Regions from separate parts of the Sus scrofa genome. Here all the other regions are linked to region 1. Evidence: chromatin contacts called from public Hi-C data. All regions are on one chromosome and are shown on one strand. Each heading gives the region's core, a stretch centred on a gene start, on an enhancer-like site or on the middle of the called end of the contact. The rest is flanking DNA. Distances are from core to core; before and after follow the strand shown.

Region 1 (2,538 bases), core at 14-2,513:
TCAAGGATCCTGGGAACGTTAGGGCTCCGGCTTCAGCCGAGGGCGAGGGGCAGGGCTGGGAAAAAGCCGTGGGCGGGAGGCCGCGGGGTCCCAGGGGAGGGCGGAGCAGGCTGGGGAACCGGATGCCAGGGTCCTGCAGACGGCTCCCTCCCCCGCCGAGGGCTGCGAGTTGGGGCGGGCTGCGAGTTGGGGCGGTTGGCCCCGAGTCCTCGACCCCCTCTGGCCGGTCCCTGCGCGATCCGCTCACTGTCTCCACCGCCGCAGCTCCCCCGCAGCGCCTCCCTACACCCCTCTAGCCCCCAACTCCCGCTGGCGCCTCCGCTCGCCCCCCGCCGGCACGCCCCCTCATTGTTCAGCGGCAGCGGCGCCGCCCCCTCCCCCAGCCCGTCGGGGCCCCTCGCCTTCCCCCTCACCTCCCGGGGAGTCTCCAGCCCCAGAGCAAGGCAGCCCGGTTGCTATTCGACCCTCGCACGGTCTCCGAGGAGGAGCAGAACCGGGGCTCCCGCGTCTCAGCAAGTCCGAGGTGTGAACTTCGTGCTCTCAGGTTCCGAGAACAAACTCCGGGATCTCTCCGAAAATGGGGTGTAGTGGTCCGAATTTCTTTGGTCCTCTAAGCAGAAGATGCTGGGAGCCTCGACTCTTGAATCTCAAATTGTAGTGCTGGGAACCCAAATTCCTGAGCCTTCTAGATGGGTTCGTGGGTTGGGGGGGAGTCCGTATTCCTGAGTTCCCCTAACTCTAAGAGCAGGAATTAAACCATCTCTAGGCAGGAGTGCAGGGAACCCCAAATTCCAGGGTCCCTTTCCCTTGAAGTAGTGGGCGCTTCAGCTCTAAACAGGCTGGGTAGGACACTAGGAGTCCGTATCCCAAGTTCCTCCAACCCGGGGAGTCTTGGACTTAGCTTTCTGGGAAACTCTAGAGGGAAACTCCGGTCTGGGATCCTAAGTTCTTCGAAACTGAGTGCAGGAAGCTGGGCCTACAGGGTCGCGCGGGGCTGAAGGGGACTCCTGGCTTCTCCAGGAGGGGGCGCTGGGCACCTGGATGTCTGGGGTCCTCAAGCTTGGACGCTGGGTGGGGCCTGGGCTTCGGGGGTCTCTCGGGATGCGGTGCAGAGTTTCGGGCTGTTGGAGTCTGCGACTCTGGACCCCTCAGGCTCCAGGATGGGTGGCACGGGTCTCGGACGGTGGCGGCGCCACATCTAGGGCTGGATAGTCCGGTCTCAGCTGTGGGGCAGGGGGCGGTCGCCCGAGGCCTCCCCTCCCCCCAGCCGCCCGGGCTCATATCCTGTTCCCGCCCGCAGGGGGAGGGGCCGCCTTCCGGCTGGCCAGCCAGCTAAGGGTTAAGACCCTTCCTCCCCAGGCTCTGAATATTCATAAGAAGGCGAGTCCCAGGCAGGCTACACCCCCACATTCCAAACGCCTTTCAGACTTTTCCCTTTTACAGCAAGAGCCTTTGAGGCGTGAGAATCCGGAACTGGTAACGCGCTTTCTCCTATTGGCCAACCCAAAGGTTCCTATTTGTATATGCAAAGATGAGGCGGAGCTAGCCAGTGAGGTCACGTGGTCAAGAACGACTGAAGGACCCCGGGACGCGAGGGTGCGGCCGAAGCTCCAGTGGCGCAATCGGTTAGCGCGCGGTACTTATATAGCAGTGCAAGCGGAGCAATGCCGAGGTTGTGAGTTCGATCCTCACCTGGAGCAACTTTTCTTCATATCAGTATTTTAGAGATTTATATGTCTTATTGATCGAGCCGAACACCTACATCACTTAGAGGAATGAACGTTTCGATCTTTGCAATTTTCAAACTGGAAAGACTCCTGGGACTCTGACGATGGTCGCTAAGGGAGTGTTTTGTATTGTGGGAGGTGCCGTTCTCTTCATCGTCACCAGGGGGTGGCATCGCCTCTTAGATGCCTGGGTCTGCAAATCTCAGTTCAAGACTTCTGCACATGCCAGACTTTTGTGTCCTCTGCAAACTCTGTATGTGACACTCTCTCCTCCATCTGTCTCTGTCTTGAATTTCTTCCCTCCAGTTTTGTCGAGATATAATCGCCGCATATCATTGTATTAGTCCAAGGTGTACAAAATAACAACCTGAGATAGTGTATAAAGTATGAAATAATTACCAGAACCGTTAACATCAATTACCTCACATAGGTACTATTTTGTATATGTGTATCTTGGAGTTTTCTCTGTCCCTCCTCATTTCGAATCGATTTATTATTTTTACTTTAACAAATTCTGAAATTTGTGACCCTTGTATGTCTGGTCTCTGTTTAGAGTTTAGGTGTGAGTGATAAGAGCAGTGAACAAGACAAAGTCAAAGTCTCTGCCCCAGTATTTGACTTTCTAGTGGGGGAGGCAGATTGCTATAAAGATCTAAGTCCATTTTATATGTTAAGTGGTTATAAACAACAAACGTAATGGAAAAAGTAGAGCAACATAGGAAGGATGCGGGTTGCAACAATAGCAGTCAGGGACCATCTCACTAAGGACACATTTGGGCAGAGACCTGAAGGAGGGGAGTGAGCTATTGGG
Region 2 (2,538 bases), core at 11-2,510, 370 kb after region 1:
GGTCAGGGGCTGCTGGGTCACTGGGGATACAGCGGTAAACACGATACTCAAAAACCCCAGGTACATTCCCTCAATTGGGCCTTTACAACTGTTTTTCCCTCTATGTGCAATGTTCTCCCCAGATAATCTACTTGTCTCACTTCCCTGCTTTATTTTTCTCCAAAGAACTTCTTAACGTCTGACATGCTATTTTTCTTTTTTTTTTTAATTTTTGTCTTCGTTTCTTCCTGCCTTTCTTCTTTCTCTCCCTTTCTTACTTTAGGTCTGTGTATCTTTTTTTCTCTTTCCTTCTCTCTCCTTTTCTTTCCTTTTTCTTCCTCCTACCCTTCCTCCCTCCCTGTCAGTCTATCTGCCCTTCTGTCTATATACCCCCACTAGAATGTATGCTCCACAAGACAAATGTTTTTTGGGCTTTCCTCCCTGCCTTTAGGCCACACCTAAAACAGTTCCTGGAAAGTCGAAGGTGTTGGATTATTTGTTTAATAGATGAATTCCTGCTGTTATGTAGTTTCCATTTTCTCTTTGAATGTAAGCTTTGAAGATCAGAGTTCAGAAGGTGGGATCCTGGAGTCAAAAGCCAAGTATTAATTTCGAAATAAAATCTAAGGCTCATGTAAGTTAGGCGCTGAGGACCAAAGATCATATTTGGAGGATAAAGGTCAGGAGGAGCCTGTCTGAACTACAGTTCTAACAGAGGGCTAAGGACTGGGGTCAGGAAGGTCAAATCGAGTTTTGGATGTGGAATCGATCACTGAATGTGGGTCTGATCAATGAACGCATAACTCTGAGAATCAGTTCAAGAAAGGAAGGCCAGACATTATTGGGTTAGGATCAAAATTAGATAAGAAGTTGGTTTTATCAGAGGCCAGTCTTGGGGTCAGGAAGTCAAGCATCAAAAGACAGATTTAGGATTGAAAGGTTGGGAAGTCAGGATTGGAGATGTGGGACCCTGGGGCCCGATTTGTCAGTCTAAGGTTCACTCACGTGTCGCCATCCTCAGTGACGTAGCCGAAGACGAGGGGCGCCCACGATAGTCCCGGACCCAGCTCCGCGCCTAGGCCTGGTCCTCCGGGGGCCGCTGCGTCCGGACCCAGAGAGCCCAAGCCGCTGTCGCACCATTCATCGGTGTCCGCAGCTTTCCCCAAGCACGCAACCCCAGCCATGGCCCCCGAAGCCTCAGGGGCCCCCAGCGGCAGCCCGCCTGTCGCTGGGCTCTGCCTGGAATTCTCGAGCTTCCGCCCTGCGGGGAATTCCCCAACACGCCCCCCTGACTCATCCAATCAGGGTGGGCTAAGTAGTACACGCCCCGCCCCCATGCCACATGATGACCAATCAGAGCACTCAGGTGGACTACGGCGTTCTACCTTTTCCCACACTTTCCCGGAGTCCTTTACCAGCATGGCTGTGGACGTGGAGCCCTCTGGGACTCGTAGTCCGGCCTTTGCGTGGGGGCGCGCTCCGTACGCGGTGCAGAGCATTATATGCGATCGCGATGGCTGCTGGGAGTTGTAGTTCTCTGCCTTGTCTCGGCCCCCTCCTGTTTCCGGTGCCGTCACGGGACAGAGCAGTCGGTGACAGTCCCGAGGGCCCCCGCCCCGCGCCCATGGCCGAGCCGGATCGTGAGTCGGGGACCCCGGTGGGAGGGCAGGGCTGCACCGGGGCCTAGCTGAGGGTCGTAGGCCCCGGGGCCCGAGGGCAGGCTTGGTGGGGCAGGAGATGGGGGTTGCATGGGGGGGAAAATGGGATTCCGGGGGCAGTTGCCAAGTGATCCATATTGCTAGATTGGTGGCTTTCTGGGTCGCTAGGTTTTAAGGGTCCGTTTGCCACTTCCCCCAAGTTACTAATGATCACATGTTTCTCGCACCTTAGTTGCCAAGGACCCTCGTTGCTAGGGACTTAAGATGCCGCGGTCCTGGTTGCTAAGGGTACCTGGTTGTTAGTAGCAACTGTAGGATGCCAGGGTCCCCTCCTATTGCTTCCTTTTTCTCCGAAACCAACCCCACCCTGCCCGACACACACACACACACACACCACACACACACACACACTCTGCACCTCTTCTCCCAAACCTGCCAACAGGCAGAGTATGTCTTCTCTCCTTTCTATGGCTTCCCACTGCTTGTAAACCTAATGACACACACTCTCACACTACTACACCCTTCCTAACTCCTCCTAAGTCTTCCTCCATGCCGGGCGTGCTTTACTTTCTCTTCCCTCGCCTAAACCTTCCTGTCCCGGCCTCTTTGTCCCTCGCTAACCTCTCCTCCCAGCCGTCTGCACACTGATAAGGTCCGCTTTTCCCCATTGCCGCCCTCCTCCACTTCCATTTTACACCCCCACCCCACCCGGTATGACCAGGTTGGTGAGTTTTCTTGATCCCTCTGCCCCACTAATTTGAAGCCCTTCCTTCCCCCTTAACCACTCCCTTCACCTTAACCACGTCTGCTCCCCCTCCTCCCCCCAGCCTCAGACCCTGTGGAGACCCAGACAGGGAAGGTGCAAGAGGCTCAGGTGAGATGGGGCGGAAGGGTGGCGGGA
Region 3 (2,538 bases), core at 14-2,513, 340 kb after region 1:
TCCTGCCTCCTAAGCACTGTGTGATCCGCACGTCAACCTAGCCCAGATTCCCCAAGCAGGGCAGAGATCTGTCTTGTTCAGCCCTGTGATCCCTAGTCAATGTCAAAAAAGAGCTTAACAGGGAGTTCCTGTTGTGGCCCAGTGGAAACGAACCCAATTAGTATCCATGAGGATGCAGGTTCGATCCCTGGCCTCACTCAGTGGGTTAAGGATCTTGCGTTGCAGTGAGCTGTGGTGTAGGTCGCAGATGTGGCTCAGATCCCATGTTGCTGTGGCTGTGGTGTAGGCTGGCAGCTACAGCTCGATTCAACCCCTAGCCTGGAAAATTCCATATTTGGGCATAAAAAAAAAAAAAAAAAAAAGGAAAGAAAGAAGGAGCTTAACAAAGGTTTGAAGAGTGAATACGCAGGTGGAATATCTCACAAAGAGCATGACCTGTGAGAAACATTTGGTATTTGTGGAAGAAACAGGTTCATAATAAAGCTTCCCTCTCAGTGCCCGGCATGTACTAGGCTCTTGGAAAATACCAGTTGAATGAACAACTTCAACACTTTGCTTGGACGTCTCACCCAAGGGAAATATTTAATATTATTTGCTGAAAAAAATAACCGACCCAAACTCCTGACACCCCCCTGACCCATAGTAGCCCTCAATGCAACTACTTCCCACCCCCTTCCCTTGCAACACCAGCTCCGCCAAAAGCCATCGTGTATCCTCCCTGATTTAAAACCTTGATTCCCTCGGCAGAGGATGCAAGTCCCAGGGGGGATAACCCTCACCTAGCCTCGGCTCTGCAGCCCTAGTCCCCTACTTACCACAGTTTAGGGACGTGCCGAGGCCACGGAGAAGGCCGGACCAGGACATCCCGCCGCCTGAAGGGTCCCTGTTTTAGGGGATGAGAGATTCAGATAGAGAAGGAGGGGAAAGTGTCCGTGATCGGGGAAGGGCCAAATCTCCCCATCCCGCTCTCGGACTCTTCCGTTTAAATCTAAGGGATTTCCTCCGACTGTATAACCACAACTCCTAAAGCCGCTAACAGAGAAAGTCCCTCCGTAAATTTAGTCTTGCTCTGAATAGCCTCTCGGGGATTCAACCGCCCCTGCTCACATACAAGAGGAAAAGGGAAACTGAGGGGAGACCCGGGGAGGTTTCGAGGACCCGAGAATCCCGTCTACCTTTCCGACACTAGCCCGGTCCGCCGACACGCCAAATCTGACCTCTAACTGAATGGAATTATCCCGGCAGGGATTGGCTGGCTCTGCCCTTCCCGGTACACTGAAGGGGCGGGGAACAGATGACGATTGGGCAACGATAATGTCAATCTCGGCCAACTGTTCTCCCAGAACAGTGTTTTTTGAGGCATGGGAGGGGCTCACTCCTTCCAAAGTTTGATTGGCTAGTCCCGGAGAAGAGCTGCTTTACAATTGGTCTAAACGCGTAGTGGGCGGGATGAAGAGTGCGCGACTTTTTGTCCCCCTTCCAAGATGGCTGCGTCCATGGTGCGGCGTTTGTGGCCTCTGGTGGCTAGTCGGGGCCTGCGGCTCCGGGGAGGCTATGCCTGCAACCAGAGCCCAAGGAGAAGCTTCGCTACGGAGAGGCGAGACAGGAACCTCCTGTACGAGCACGCACGTGAAGGCTACAGCGCGCTCCCTCAGCTGGACATGGAGCCGCTGTGCGCATACCCGGAAGAGGCGGCGCGCACCTTGGATCTCCGCAAGGGGGAGCTGCGATCTGACGACCTGCCGGCGATCGTGAGTGCGCTTGCGCTGGCCGGCATTGCCAGGCCTGGCCGCTTTGCTTATTGGCTGTTCGCTCTAGGGACGAAGTGGGCGTGCCAGATATTCTCCAGGAGGGGGCGGTCTTATCGCAGGATTTTAGTTTCTTCCCAAGTTTAGCAAACGTGTTTGGCACTCACGTACGTGCCAGTTATCCGTGGAGTGCCAAGGCCCTACAGTCTAGATATCCATGATGCTCCTGTTCCATATGGCTTGTTGAGTACCCACTCTGCACTAAGAACTTACTACTGTCTGCCAATGTGCTCCGACGTCGAACCAGGCTTACCCTAAGGCCACAGAGGGAAATGCCGGACAAAGATGTGAATCAGAGGTGAGGGGAGCCTCTTGCCTTTGGAGATTGAAAAGTAGAGTTTGCACCTACCCACGAGTATCAGGCAGTTAAATAGTGTTATTTAATCCTTTGAAAGATATTTAGGGAGCGCCTACCTTAAGTTCCAGGTGTTGAGAATAAGACAGCGAATGATAATAATCGCAAAGCTAGCACCTATATAATACTACATGCTGGGGAACTAGAACCGGTGTCACCATATTTCTAGACCCTGTTGGGGCGCTAAGGATGATGGGAACTCGGAATCCTCCCAGCCATCTCTTGGAGCTCCTCCCCAGCCATCCTATTTTAAGTGCTTTATACAGATTAGTCTCATTTAAGTTTCACAACAATCCTGTGAGGTAGGTACAGCTATTTCCCCTACTTTATCAGTGAGGAAGTTAAGGCTCAGAGAAGTTACTTTTTTTGGCTGCC

Evidence for each region. Hi-C and Micro-C count contacts between places; a contact is called where the count stands out from the background.
Region 2: a Hi-C map of liver shows a contact between it and region 1, with 2.1 times the contacts expected there. The contact joins the promoter of NFKBIB here to the promoter of PLEKHG2 in region 1. A contact is called at or near these places in 2 of 47 Hi-C or Micro-C datasets (embryonic fibroblasts and liver) and 1 of 2 datasets of contacts at active chromatin or transcription factors (alveolar macrophages).
Region 3: a Hi-C map of liver shows a contact between it and region 1, with 4 times the contacts expected there. The contact joins the promoter of MRPS12 here to the promoter of PLEKHG2 in region 1. A contact is called at or near these places in 1 of 5 promoter capture datasets (liver), 1 of 47 Hi-C or Micro-C datasets (liver) and 1 of 2 datasets of contacts at active chromatin or transcription factors (alveolar macrophages).

The regions. Positions count from the first base shown.
Region 1 is chr6:48,068,257-48,070,794 of Sscrofa11.1, reverse strand. PLEKHG2 (pleckstrin homology domain-containing family G member 2) reads right to left here and starts at 1,263. Exons shown (of 21, transcript XM_021094371.1): 1 at 414-1,263. It overlaps TRNAI-UAU (a tRNA gene), which reads left to right and starts at 1,608; the gene lies at 1,608-1,700.
Region 2 is chr6:47,702,366-47,704,903 of Sscrofa11.1, reverse strand. NFKBIB (NF-kappa-B inhibitor beta) reads right to left here and starts at 1,260. Exons shown (of 6, transcript XM_003355897.5): 1 at 985-1,260. The coding sequence starts at 1,163. It overlaps SIRT2 (sirtuin 2), which reads left to right and starts at 1,562. Exons shown (of 17, transcript NM_001114271.1): 1 at 1,562-1,619; 2 at 2,465-2,511. The coding sequence starts at 1,604.
Region 3 is chr6:47,727,243-47,729,780 of Sscrofa11.1, reverse strand. It overlaps MRPS12 (a long non-coding RNA gene), which reads right to left and starts at 1,263. Exons shown (of 3, transcript XR_002344649.1): 1 at 1,176-1,263; 2 at 816-883. SARS2 (serine--tRNA ligase, mitochondrial) reads left to right here and starts at 1,387. Exons shown (of 17, transcript XM_021094351.1): 1 at 1,387-1,751. The coding sequence starts at 1,485.